2 separate regions of the Zea mays genome follow, and region 1 is linked to region 2. The links are chromatin contacts, called in public Hi-C maps. All regions are on one chromosome and are shown on one strand. The core of a region is the stretch at or near the end of the contact, and the rest is flanking DNA. Distances in the headings are between cores, read along the strand shown.

Region 1 (6,683 bases), core at 749-3,248, 550 kb before region 2:
TGCAATGACGAAGTGACTCATATCGCTCATCCTCAGTCATAACAGTTCTTCCTTTGAATTTATGTGTCAACTCATCATTGCAGCATCCAACAAGAAGATATGTGTTTGGAAACCTGCAGATTTGAAAGCACTTATTCAGGCGCATATTAAAATAGCTACAGGAGAGAATTTTTTAATAGTGCTCAAGCATAGATGTTAACAAGGCCAGTGACAGTTCAAAGTAATTACGCACAGCAGAGATGTGAACAAGGCCAATGGCAGTTGAAAGTTATATGCACAGCAAAGATTAAGGTAATACTGTTACTATGAAGTTACCTTTAAAGATCTAAATCAAGCTTCACACTTAAGAAACTGATAAAGGCCACATGGTTGCTTATGAAAGGTACTAATATCACAGAAAAGCTAGAAGCTCCCACTATACAGTAACCTGAATGGACTTGTTTCTTGCTCTTCCTGCACGCCACAGGTACCTAAAGTTCTGATACATGGATAAATTTGAGGAAAAGATAGAACTTAAAGCTAACATAATTGCAAGAGTAACTTCGTTCGATTGTGTCTTTTTGTAGAAACAGAAACGTATCCAAGCCTTAGAGCTCCTTGGAACCCGTGGACCCCGGGTCCCTTGGTGACTACTTACAGCACTATGGTGTAGTTATGACTTCGGGGTGCCCCAGTATCAAGTTATCCAGTTCAAGCCTCTGCCTTGGCCATCGGGGCATGGGGCCCTAGGAGCGGCGGGCCTCGCGGTAGCTTACTATACTGGAAGCCTTAAATGTGTCTTAGCGGCAGCCAGGGGTATGACCTTTCTCAAGCGCTGACGGTAGGTATAACCAAATAGGGAATGCCAAATTCATCAGAAACCACAAATCGATTCAGGCCACAAGTAAATTTCCATAGAACGGACTCATTTCACTACGATATGCATGAGTGCTGCTGGTATCTCAAAGAATAAAACTGGGAAGCAATCTTCATGTCGTCGCAAATCTCAATAATTGGAAGAAGCTCAAGCATCCTAGCTACAAAATAATGCATGCCAATTTGTATCTGAACAAGAGAATCATAGTATAAGCCTCTCAGCTAAAAAAGTTCAAGTACCCAAGCACTCTGAATCAACACAACAGGCTAAAGGGAAGCACATTAATGATTCCGAATCGGACTGCACTAATGAGGAAACTGGCACATGTTTTTTGCAACTAAACGATCCAGTCATATCATATTAGGTAGCAGTACTAAGAATGGACCTGCAGTCCTCACCAAACAACCCGTCTAATTGTCTAAAAAGGATGGACGCCTAAAGCAATATCGCACATCAAGCAAGCCGCAGACAACACTAAATGGGGATTTCAATCAACTCACATCAATATGTACACAAAAATCATCACACGGGGTAATTTACTCATAGAAAAACATTCCCGAACTGCTAGACGCGTGGGACAACTCATCACAAAAATGCCACAAAGGGAAGACGTGGGGAGAAACAACTCAGCGCCAATCTCGCACCGAACCGTCTGATGGAGCGCGATCCAGACGCCACCGCAAACGCTGCTAAAGCGACCATTGCACGCTAGCACGCAACAGCGCCCGGCCCCCCACGCCAGCGCGAGGGGCAGATCGTGGGGCAGTTCAATTCGGCCGGAGACGGCAGGCCCAATAGGCGGAGGAGGAGGGTGGGGGCGGTGTTCTCACGACTTCTTGGCCTGCTCCAGCGACTTGGCATGGCCGAAGTGGAAGAGGTCGTAGATGCCGTCGGCGTAGACCCGGATCGGCCTGTCTGTGGGCACGCCCCCCTCGCCGGCGCCATTGGTGGCGGCGCGGTCGACTTCGGCGACGTCCCCCTCGGCCTCCTTCCAGTCCTCCTCCTCCTCCTGCGACGACTCCGGCCTCGCATGCGCCGCCGCGGCCTTCGCGTTGTCGGCCATGTCAGGGAGGGGATGGGGGGTCGAGAAGCTTCGGAAAGGGAAAGGGGAACGGAGCGCGTAGGACTTGAGGGCCTCCACCGAGCTGAGGGAAACGGCTGGGACGTGATACGTGTAACGTGTAGGTTTCGGGCTCGATCGTCTGTGTCACTGTGAGATGGGTCCGGATGTGACGCTGCGGCCCAGGTCAGGTGTCGTTATTTTCTTTTTCGTTGCGATGTCAGATCACGGTCCACCAGCTTTCTCACTCTATAAATATTCTATATAAATATTCTATAAATAGCACGGTCTACAATATAAAAATATGTTTATACAATTTAATAGTCATAACCTCTAAAGGTGTTTAAATGCAAGAGACTAAATTGTAGTTTCATCATATTAAATATTTTGATACTAGCTACAAGTATTAAATTTAATTTACACAGATAATAACTAAACAATGAAGCAAACCTATTAATCATAATTAGTTCATGATTCACTAATACGATGTTACAGTAGATATTTACTTATCATGTATTAATTAGGCTTAACAAATTTGTCTTACCATTCAGTTTTGTATAATCAATTTTATAACCAGATTATATTTAATAATTATATTTGACACGAACTAAACTTTAATCAAGAAAACAAAACACCCCACATCAAAAATAAAATGATGTGTGAGGATGTCATACATGTGCATCATGCATAATCTATAAAACTATGGTTATGTTATCTTAAGACTGTCTTCAATAACCATGTAAAATAGGGGACGTGAAACTGTAGATAACACTATTTAAGAGGAAAGTTTGAAATATGAGATAAGATAGAAGATCTGTTGTAGATGGCCTAATACTCTAGAACGAGTGGGTTTCCTCACAAAACAGGCAGACCACGTTATCAAAGAGATATCCACCGTCGAATCGAGCCACAAAGAAATATGAGATGTCTGATTTACATTCCTCTAGTATATTTAAGACCAACTCCACCAGCTACCCTATTGCACTCCGCATCCATATTTTGCGTGATATAAGACACTATTCATTGCTCCAGCAAACTCTTAATTTGTATCCCTATAATACATGACATGCAAGTCCACTCCCCTTCCCCACATCTTCTCTCTGATCATGAGGAACATCTGCAAATGGTGCTACAAAAGTTACGGGATAATCAACTCTATGCCAAGTATAGCAAGTGTGAGTTCTGGCTTGACGAAGTGCCATTCCTTGGACACATCATCTCCAATGGAGGAATATCAGTGGATCCGGCTAAAGTAAGAGAGATAGTGGGATGGAAGATACCAAGCTCGGTTACTGAAATCCGGAGTTTCTTGGGACTCGCGGGTTACTACCGGAGATTTATTGAAGGATTCTCCAAGATTGCTAATCCTATGACTTCACTATTAGAGAAGGGAAAGGAGTCTAAGTGGTCTCGTGAATGTCAAGATAGTTTCAATCAACTGAAGTTAAGATTGATGCCACCCCTAGTGCTGGTTATGCTAGAGCCGCAGAAGGGATTTTACATATATTGTGATGTGTGCCGCCAGGGCTTGGGATGTGTTCTTATGCAAGAAGGACATGTCATCGCCTACGCATCTCGCTAGTTGCGGAAATATGAGTTGAACTACCCCACTCATGACTTAGAATTGGCAGTCGTAGTGCATGCTCTCAAGATTTGGAGGCATTATAATATGGGGACTAAGTGCCAAGTCTACACTGATCATGAGATCTTAAAGTATATCTTCACTCAGAAAGATCTCAACCTTAGGCAAGGATTATGACTTGGAGATTCACTATCATCCGAGCATGGCGAATCTGGTTGCGGATGCCTTGAGTCGGAAGGAGCATGTGCATGCAGCTATTGTCGCTCAGTTACCCGATGAGTTAGTAGAAGACTTCAAAAGACTCAACCTAGGAATAGTTGCACATACTAAAGGGACCACTATCGAAGTAGAACCTACCTTGGAGCAAGAAATACACAAGGGTCAGATTGGTGATGCTAAAATCCAAGAAATCAATGATCTGATGGTTGAAGGTAGAGGTCCAGACTTCACGGAGGATGGACAAGGCACAATATGGTTCAAGAACAGGATATGTGTTCCTGAGATTGACAATCTTCGTGAAACCATTCTAAAGGAAGCACATGACTCTGATTATTCTATTCATCCTGGTAGCACCAAGATGTACCAGGATCTGAAACAGAAGTACTGGTGGTATGGGTTGAAAAGAGATGTAGCTACACACGTGGTTGTGTGTGATGTATGCCAAAGAGTCAAAGCTGAACATCAAAGACCAGCTGGACCGCTACACCCGTTAAAAGTACCCGAATGGAAGTGGGAATAAATTGGTATGGATTTCATTGTCGGGTTGCCTCGCACCCTGAAGGGTTATGATTCCATATGGGTGATTGTGGATAGATTAACCAAAGTGTCTCACTTCATTCCGGTCAAGACTACTTACATGGACTCTCAGTTGGCAGAGTTATATATGGCTCGAATTGTGTGCCTACATGGTGTACCGAAGAAGATTGTTTCGGATCAGGGATCTCAGTTTACCTCAAGATTTTGGAAGAGTCTTCATGAGAACATGGATACAAAGTTGAACTTCAGTTCGACCTATCATCCCCAAACTGATGGTCAGACTGAGAGAACCAACCAAGTACTTGAGGATATGTTAACAGCTTGTGCCCTTAAGCATGGAGGCAGTTGGGACAAGAGTCTACCATATGCAGAGTTCTCCTACAATAATAGTTATTAGGCCAGTCTGAAAAATGTCACCATTTGAAGCTTTATATGGCAAAAAAGTGCAGAACTCCTCTTTATTCGGATCATACTGGTGAAAGGCAGTTCTTTGGGTCTGAAATTATTCAAGAGGCAGAAGAACAAGTTCGTATGATCCGAGAGAACTTGAGGATAGCACAGACTCGACAGAAGAGTTATGTTGATAACCAAAGAAGACCAATGGAATTTGAAGATGGTGACCACGTGTACCTCAAGGTGTCACCAATTCGTGGAATGAGGAAATTCAAAGTGAAAGGCAAGCTATCCCCTCGCTTTATTGGACCATTCAAAATCTTTAGACGAATTGGGGAGATGGCCTACCAGCTTGAGCTACCAGATCATTTGTCTGATGTACACGATGTGTTCTACGTATCTCAACTCAAGTGTCTCCGTGTTCCAGAGAAACAGTTACCAATGGAAGAACTTAGTGTGCAAAGAGATCTAACCTACACGGAGTATCCTATCAAGATCATTGACACTTTGACTCGGGTTACAAGGAATAAAGTGATCAAAATGTGCAAAGTACAATGGAGTCATCATGGGGAAGATGAAGCTACTTGGGAGAGAGAGAAGAAGAGCTACGAATAGAATTTCCCCACATCTTCCCTAGCTCCTCTTAATCTCGAGGTCGAGATTAGTTTTAAGGGGGGTAGGATTTGTAATACCCAACTTGTAAATAATAAGAAAGGGTTGATCTTCTTACATGTATTGTTTTCCAATTATTGGAACATGTGAATAACTATATTTAAAGTGAATAATTAACTAATGACACCTAAAATAATCTATGCATCATGTTGGAGTTTATTTGTTTGTGCATTTATAAATAATAATAATAATAATGAAAATATATTAGTGTCCAAATTGGGATTTAACCTAACTTGCAATTTAGAAGTTGGAAATAACATAGAAAGGGAAAGAGAAAAAAATTACTACACAATACAAAATAAATATATAAATAAATAAATTCCTTTCTTACTGGTATGTTCAATTTGTTCATTTAATCTGAGTACAAGTTCACAACCAAATTTGAATTCAAATTTAAACTCTAAAAATAAAAAAGGAAAAGAAAACAGAAAAGGAAAAAAGGAACGCCTGGGCCGATTTACGCCAGCCCACCAACGAACTCTCGTGCGGACCACCTTTCTTCGCGCCCGCGCACTGATAACCGGGGGCCACTGGTCAGTAGCCACCTCTTCCTTCCATCGCGCGCCGACATGTGGGCCAACTCGTCAGCCTTGGTGTCGTCAGCGCGCCGCGCCCGCTGCTAGTGGGACTGCGCTGCCAGCGTCAGTCGCACGCGCAACACCTACCTAAGACCTCCTCGCCGAGATCCACGGAGGTGGCCGGCACAACAGCCTTCCCCGGGTCTCCCGGTCCCAACTAGCCGTCCCCGACTCCGCGTGTTAGTATATTGAGGCATGGGCGCCCTAGTCGTGCCCTCTACCTCCCGAATTCTCGTGAAACCGCCATCATTCGTGAAGCCATGTGAGCAGTGGAGTCGCGCCACCGGTGAACCCCCTCTGCACCGGTGTCCCATCTCTTGTGCGTGGCCGCGAAGGTGCGCCAACGTCTAGGAAGTCCGTTTGTGCCCTCGGGTTGTGCTGGGTGACCCCGAATCAAGGGGAATTCCTCACCGGAGTGCGAAACAGGGGCGGAACGACCCCTTCCCATGGACAACTCGCCTGCGTGGACAATTCCTAGTAAGGACCCCTTGCCCGGACCCGTCTTCATTCCGGTAGCATTTGGACCAGCCAAATTAGGTTTTCATGCGCGTAGACCATGGATTAGCCTCACCGACGAAAAACCTCGTCGTGGCAGCGTGTGTGCCGTGGTGATGGGCTGTCCATGGGAGAAGACGAGTCCACCGCCGTCCGATCCTCTTCGGAGGGCTAAGATTAGATGTGCGTACCCCATTGCGCATAATTAAATCTTGACCGCTAACTCTAGATCGTGCGGAGGATATTAGGTTGCGCGTATGTGAAACCTGGACGTAGATCTATGATCCAACG
Region 2 (6,670 bases), core at 3,156-5,655:
ACTTGGGCCCCCGCAAATATCAAGTTCTTCATCTGGTTGGCTATACATAATCGCTGCTGGACTTCAGACCGCTTAGCCAAATGAGGGTTTCCACACCAACCTGCTTGCCCCCTTTGTGATCAAGACACGGAAACTATCAGCCACTTGCTTGTTTCATGTGTGTTTGCTAGGGAGGTCTGGACTATTGTTCTTGGAAGAATCATTCCGGCTGTTAGGCCGCCCAGTCTTGATAGCCACTTTAATTCCTGGTGGTGCCTGGCTGCTGGAACTTTGACTAAAGAGGAGAAAAAAGGTTTAATTCCTTAGTGGCTTTAGTTACTTGAGAGATCTGGAAACATAGAAACGCTTGTCTTTTAGGGTGTTAGGCCTGCTGTCCAAAGTGTGGTTCTGGCTATAATGGTTGAAGGGCAACTTTGGTGCCAAGCTGGGGCCTCTGCCCTACAGGACCTGGTTCTTAAAGCTGAGTCCCTTTTGGTCGTTTCTGGGGCTGCTACCATTCAAGTGTGAGTTGTAATTCACACCCCACTCCACGGGGTGTATAATCTTTTCGGGAAGGACTTCATTTTCTTCTTAATGAAATGACATATAGCTTTCCTGCGTGCTTCGAGAGAAAAAAGGCGCAGCCCTCATAACTGACACGTAGCTCTCCTGTGTGCTATGTTTCCTGCGACATAACTGATGAAGAAAGCCAGGCCGACCGCCGATGCCACCTCTACATGAAGGCCAAGGCCCATTTGTTGCCCTCCGTAGTCTGATGGGTGATGGCAAGGCCAAGGCCCATTTGTTGCCCTGTTTAGTATGATGGGTGATGGCAACAGATGGCACCTGTCTCATGTAGCCCCCTCATTCGTTCTTCTCTCATTCTCCCAATGTAAGCAGTGCCATGGAGAACGCATTCCCCGATGCAGTGAACACAAAAATCAATTCCCACCTTCCAGAAGGTTTATCCTTCCCGCTGCTCTTCTGTAATACTCTACCCTCCCCTCGCTCTGCTCAGTGTGATCTATCCTCTCATATCCAATAGTCAGGCTAGCTTAAGATCCACTGATCCACTGGAGACAGAGTTCAGGGTGTATGAATTGCCAGTGCTTCTGCTCTTCAGGAGCTTATCTTGAGGTGCCTTGCTCCAAGCCTTTAATTTGCCTAGTATCGCAAGTTTGTTATGGTTGGATTAATAGTTTCTTTTTGCAGTGGCAGATATGTACTATGAGTGAGGTGTGTTTGGAAGGATTTTAAAAGCCATCCTGTTTTTGTAAGCTTTTCCTTTCTTAATAAAATTGCACACATACTGCTCTATTCGAGAAAGAAAAAAAACAGTGGAAACCAAGAAGTCTCGCTGAACTATTGTTGTTTTGTAAATTTCAAACTGAGTTTTTTTTTTGCTTTGCTTTGGTTGTTTTTCGAGTTTTACGAGCCAAAATTTCCAAAAACCGAATTAACCAAACCAAAAAAACTGAATGCCACCTGATCACCCCTAAAAAGAATTAGTATATCACAAAATCAATGGCATGTTTCTTCTCTGGATCATGTTGTGTTAGTGTATACAACTTTAAAACTAAGAACGGCATAAATGCCACAAACATACCTAGGGTGAAGCCGTCTGATCTCTTCTTGGTCATTTGATTCTATTTTTCCCATAACAAGGCGGACATATCTACAATGGCATTGCTTGTATCAGAATTGAAGTGTGACTTAAAGAAAGACAATTGAAGGGTCTTTTTTATTTTTTTAAAAAAGTCTGGAAGAATGTGGTATTTTTCCTAAGAGAACCAGAAGAAAACTCTGCAGTTCAGATAGAGTGAAAACATTTTAAATTTTCCATTAATACTGATCTGATATCATAAATAGGCTTGACTGGCCATACCACAAAGAAACCTAATAAGGTCATATACTAGTTGGAATGATTTACAGATACAAAGAATTAACTGACCGTATTTCAGATTCCCTCCGTTCACGTGGACTTATCTAGACATGGCAAGAAGGATTAAGGATGTCATATATCTGACTAAGTATTGTACATTCAAAAAAATATCCAGGGAGTTGGCATAAACCTCACTGCCATTTAGTATTCCAACTTTTCCAAGTCGAGCAACAAGCACAAAACGAGGAGCACCACCCTTGGCAGGATCAGCTACAGGATTGTCAGAAAGCCTGACATCCTTCAAAAATTAGACATCAATATGGTCATACAATGTATTATAAATCAGCAACAAGATTCCAAACAACAAGTGTAGTTCACTGAAACCAGCTCACCCTTAAACTTGGGAACAGGTTAAGTGAATCCACTGAAGAAAAGTCATCTATGTCATTAGATCCTGATGAACTTAAAAAAATCAACATTAGCACAGTGTCTTTAGTTTTCACTTCCATTTGAAAATCAGAAAGCACTAGTGCAGTACTAAAGTTAAACAGAATTATGCTCGAATCTTGGGTTCTTTATTATATGGCAAAGACAACAAAATCTAACCCCCACAGAATGCATATACCTAACAAAAGAACTTGCAAATTTTCAAATGGCACAGCAGCTGCATCATCAATAGGTCCATCTGGTGAAAGATTAGATGGATATTTCACATGCTTTAACCTGTTTTTGTTCAAATGGAGTTGTTCCAAACTGGAGAAACAAGGGAGAGAGATGATAAATATTCACACTACCGAAATCAAGGGTGAAAACATTACTATTTCCATTATTACCTTCTTAAGTAAGAAAGTTTCACAATTTCATCCCATGAATCAATATGATTATCTTCTAGATTTAGGAGCCGCAGTGTGTTGAAACCTTGTACGAACTTTCCATCTAGGGTCTAGATACGAAAGCGAGATGCCGTTAGATGTACAAAAAATCATAGTTTTTAACGTTGGTGTATGCCTTGCTGAAGCAAGAAAAACATCCACTCGAAATATTGGAAAGAATAATCCAAAACACCTAGATGTGTTCTCTATTATCATCAGATGCACATGGAAGTTGTCATATAAGAAGGAACACTAACCATGATCATATTAAGCCTGTTTGACATCAGGTGGAGTTCACTGATACATGAAAAGGAAACTTTAATCTTTTCAACCTGTTTTTAAAAACTTAAAATGAGCTCACAGTGTGATTGGCAATGACTAACAACAAAAGCTTCAAAGTGACAGTCTGACAGCAATTGGGTATACCAGTTCCCATGTTACACCACAGTTATTGAGAACAAGAATTCGGATATTCTCGAGCATTGGAGTTTCTACAACATCATTCTCCATGGTATTATTTGTCAAATTAAGAACTTCCAGGGATGCCAGTGCTTGACAAAGAGAGAATATATCCTGAGTGGGAACCAAAATGTTTTAGACACAACAAATGAATAAACAGTTAAACACAGAAGCACAGGGGATATGCTGCAAACATTTGGTAGTACCACCAAGACTTTCTCTTGTTGCTTTGATGTTATATAAAGTCACACCAATTGTAAGTGACTAAGTATAGCAATTGAAGTAACAAGAACCATTCTGTGGGAATTCTTACTTGCCACTGTGAGAACAGATTTCCAGTTAAGTCAAGAAGTTTGAGATCTGGAACATGCAAAAAAATAGCTGTCAGAACAAATGGAAACCTAGGCTTTAATAAGTCCCTGAAGAAATAAATGATAGCAGAACGACCTGCTCCAATTGCTAGACGCATTATGGCTTATTTACAATAAAAACAAGCAGTAAATGGACAAGATGATGATACAGTATTTACTTGGAACCAAACTGTTTAGTTCATTGGGCGCTCCAATTGAGCTCACTCCCATGTAAGAAACGGATGCACTGGCCAACTCATTGAAGTTGTTGAGCTTCTCCTGAACTTTGTCTGTGCCAACAAATTCAACCGAGACCCGCTTCTGGCTTGTCGAGAAGACATACATCTCATCTGAACACAGTGCGTCAAAGCATGCAGTCAGGGTTATTACGGAGGGAATTCAAGAAATTGAGGTGATGTTTGCACAAATATTTCTACTCCTTAGCTGAAAAAGGAAGTGAGCATTGCCGGATCAAAGGAACTGTGGAGGCAGCAAATTCAGGAGGCGTCGGTCGGCACGCACTGCAGTACTGCACTAACCCTGTTCCTCCTTGGTGAAGTCCTGAACGCGGTAACGTAGGCGGAGCGCGTCCGGGAGCGAGATCCCTCCGCTGAGCGCCGTGGGGCGCGCGAAGGTGGCCGAGCACTCTCCCACGGCAACAAAGTATCGGCGGCCGGCGAGCGAGCCATCGTGCCGGCCGCCAGCGCCATCATCCCAGTCGACGCCGACCCAGACTCCGCCGTGGCCCTCTACGGGGCCCAGGTAGCGCACCGTGCCTAGGCGGCGGGGGTCGCCGGCGGCGTGCACGCGCTGGCCCAGGCGGAAAGCAGCGGCGGTGGTGCTGGACATGACTGGACGCCGTGGTGGGCAACTGGGCATCTGGTCGTGATTGGTGAGAGGCGTGATGAGTGATGGAAGCCCATTGGGCTTGCCCCAGCTGTGCTTGTTCGGCCCAAACTGATAGTAGATGAAACTAAACAATACCGAACTTAAAAATATATCTAATCTTTCTTATATAGAACATGTACAGTAAATCACAATAATTTATTTTGTAATCATCAAATTATATCTAATCCACACTAATGACGCGGGCTCAGACTTTGCTCAAGATTAAGACCTCTAACGATGAAAATTGCTAATTATGCTCTAGTCCAATAAGAACCCATTAATGTCGCAGCTAAAATAGAGATAAATTTTTAATTGATACTATGGTTGAATTAAAACTATTAAGAACATTGCACAATACACATGAAAATAAACACATAGTGTCTAGTGATAATTGTTTAGTTATAATATTAATTATTATGTTTAGGTTTGATGTAGATTAGATTTGGTTGTTATCTAAATGTTTTTGTTGGGGGCCTTCGGCTTCCGAAGGTCCTCAAAAACATGATTTAACAATGTTTTTGGAGTATAATACATGAACAGGTACCTTCGGACTTGGATCAAAACCACAGTATGAAGAAGTACAAGGAATACGAAGGATGGTGCAGAGCCGAAGCTATGCGCAGGGGAGCTTCGGCATGATAGCAGAAAAGGAAACTGACTTAAAGATGAAAAGGCTATTTAGACCTCGATGGATTACTATGGAGTTATTAGCAAATGTAAAGGGCATGGGTGTAATTTTACATGGGCTGCGTCTGGTGCCTATAAATAGATGAACAGTGCTCCCGTATTGTTCACGCTGACTTTGCATTTGCTTTTGCGTCACGCTTGTACTTTTACCTTCTTTTAAGCCGAAGGTACACTTGTAATTTAATATCATTTCTATTTTTCCATAGTAATAAAATAGAAATGAGCTGATAATAATACATGACTGCTTATATCACCTTTTATGTTGTATATGATTCTTTCTTCATTATTATATGTCTTGTTGACGAAGGTAAGTCCTTCATAACCTTCGTCCGAAAATCATTATATCCCAAGGAAAATAATACTTCGAAGGACGAAGGACTTTAACGTTTAACATTCTTTGTGTTGCCTTTTTCTTAACTCATAGCATTTGAGATCAAGTCCCCAACATTGGCGCCCACCTCCGGTGAATCCTTTCGACCACCTTCGGCAAGCATTTGACCTTCGTCATGCCACCGAAGAAAGCTTCAGTGACAGGGATTGCTGCTCTGCAGCCACTGGACCCAAACCAGGAGACCCTTTCTCTTCGAGAGGCCCGAAGCCAGAAGAGGAAGGCCACCAGTGCAACGCCCCAGGAAGATGAATTGGACCAAGAAATCAGGAATATGGAGATGCTTCATCAGCAAGTGCAAAAGAAGAAGGAAAAAATGACTCGGTTAGCTGACCTACAAAGGAAGATTGACGAAGCCACTGAAGAAGTACGTCATCTCGCTCAAGATGAGCAAAACCGAAGGCCCCAGCACAGAGAGCTGCACCAAGAGGGTTTCTACAACGAGGGTGAATGGTATGAAGATTTCCATCATGGAAATTTTGCTTTTGATGATGCTTCTCCTCTGTCAGCAGAACTGCAGGCTACACCTTGGCCCCCGTCTTACAAGCCACCCCAGCTCCCCATGTATGACGGACACTCAGATCCGAAGCAGTTTCTGATGAGCTACGAAGCAACCATATCTTCATATGGTGGCAATACTGCAGTCATGGCGAAATCTTTCGTCATGGCAGTCAAGAATGTTGCACAAACCTGGTACTCCTCTCTTCGGCCAGGAACAATCACATCATGGCAGAAGCTGAAGGACATGCTGATCACCAACTTCCAAGGGTTTCAAACGAAGCCGGTTACCGCTCAAGCTTTGTTCCAGTGCACGCAAGATCATGAAGAATACCTCCAGGCGTATGTCCGAAGGTTCTTGCGTCTGAGGGCACAAGCACCAACAGTGCCCAATGAAATTGTCATTGAGGCCATGATCAAGGGGCTTCGGCCAGGACCTACGGCCCAATACTTCGCCAGGAAACCCCCTCAGGCCCTGGAAAAATTGCTTCAGAAGATGGATGAATACATCCGCGCTGATAATGACTTTCAACAGAGAAGGGAGGAAGCTTACAGGTTCTCCGAAATGACCAGGGGCTTCGGATGGAGAATCCACCCAAGGCACATCAGATCAATTCATTCCACTGAGAATAACGACAGAGGAAGTCAGCAACAGAGACCACAATAT

Evidence for each region. Hi-C and Micro-C count contacts between places; a contact is called where the count stands out from the background.
Region 1: a Hi-C map of tassel shows a contact between it and region 2, with 2.1 times the contacts expected there. The contact joins the promoter of LOC100191152 here to the promoter of LOC100273974 in region 2. A contact is called at or near these places in 2 of 25 Hi-C or Micro-C datasets (ear and tassel).

The regions. Positions count from the first base shown.
Region 1 is chr5:88,126,423-88,133,105 of Zm-B73-REFERENCE-NAM-5.0, reverse strand. LOC100191152 reads right to left here and starts at 1,998. Exons shown (of 8, transcript NM_001136588.2): 1 at 1,687-1,998; 2 at 1-113. The coding sequence starts at 1,919.
Region 2 is chr5:87,583,718-87,590,387 of Zm-B73-REFERENCE-NAM-5.0, reverse strand. It overlaps LOC100273974 (Tubulin-specific chaperone E), which reads right to left and starts at 4,405. Exons shown (of 15, transcript NM_001360518.1): 1 at 4,082-4,405; 2 at 3,722-3,892; 3 at 3,506-3,552; 4 at 3,160-3,306; 5 at 2,991-3,065; 6 at 2,695-2,804; 7 at 2,487-2,614; 8 at 2,254-2,315; 9 at 2,052-2,159; 10 at 1,931-1,965; 11 at 1,586-1,654. The coding sequence starts at 4,391.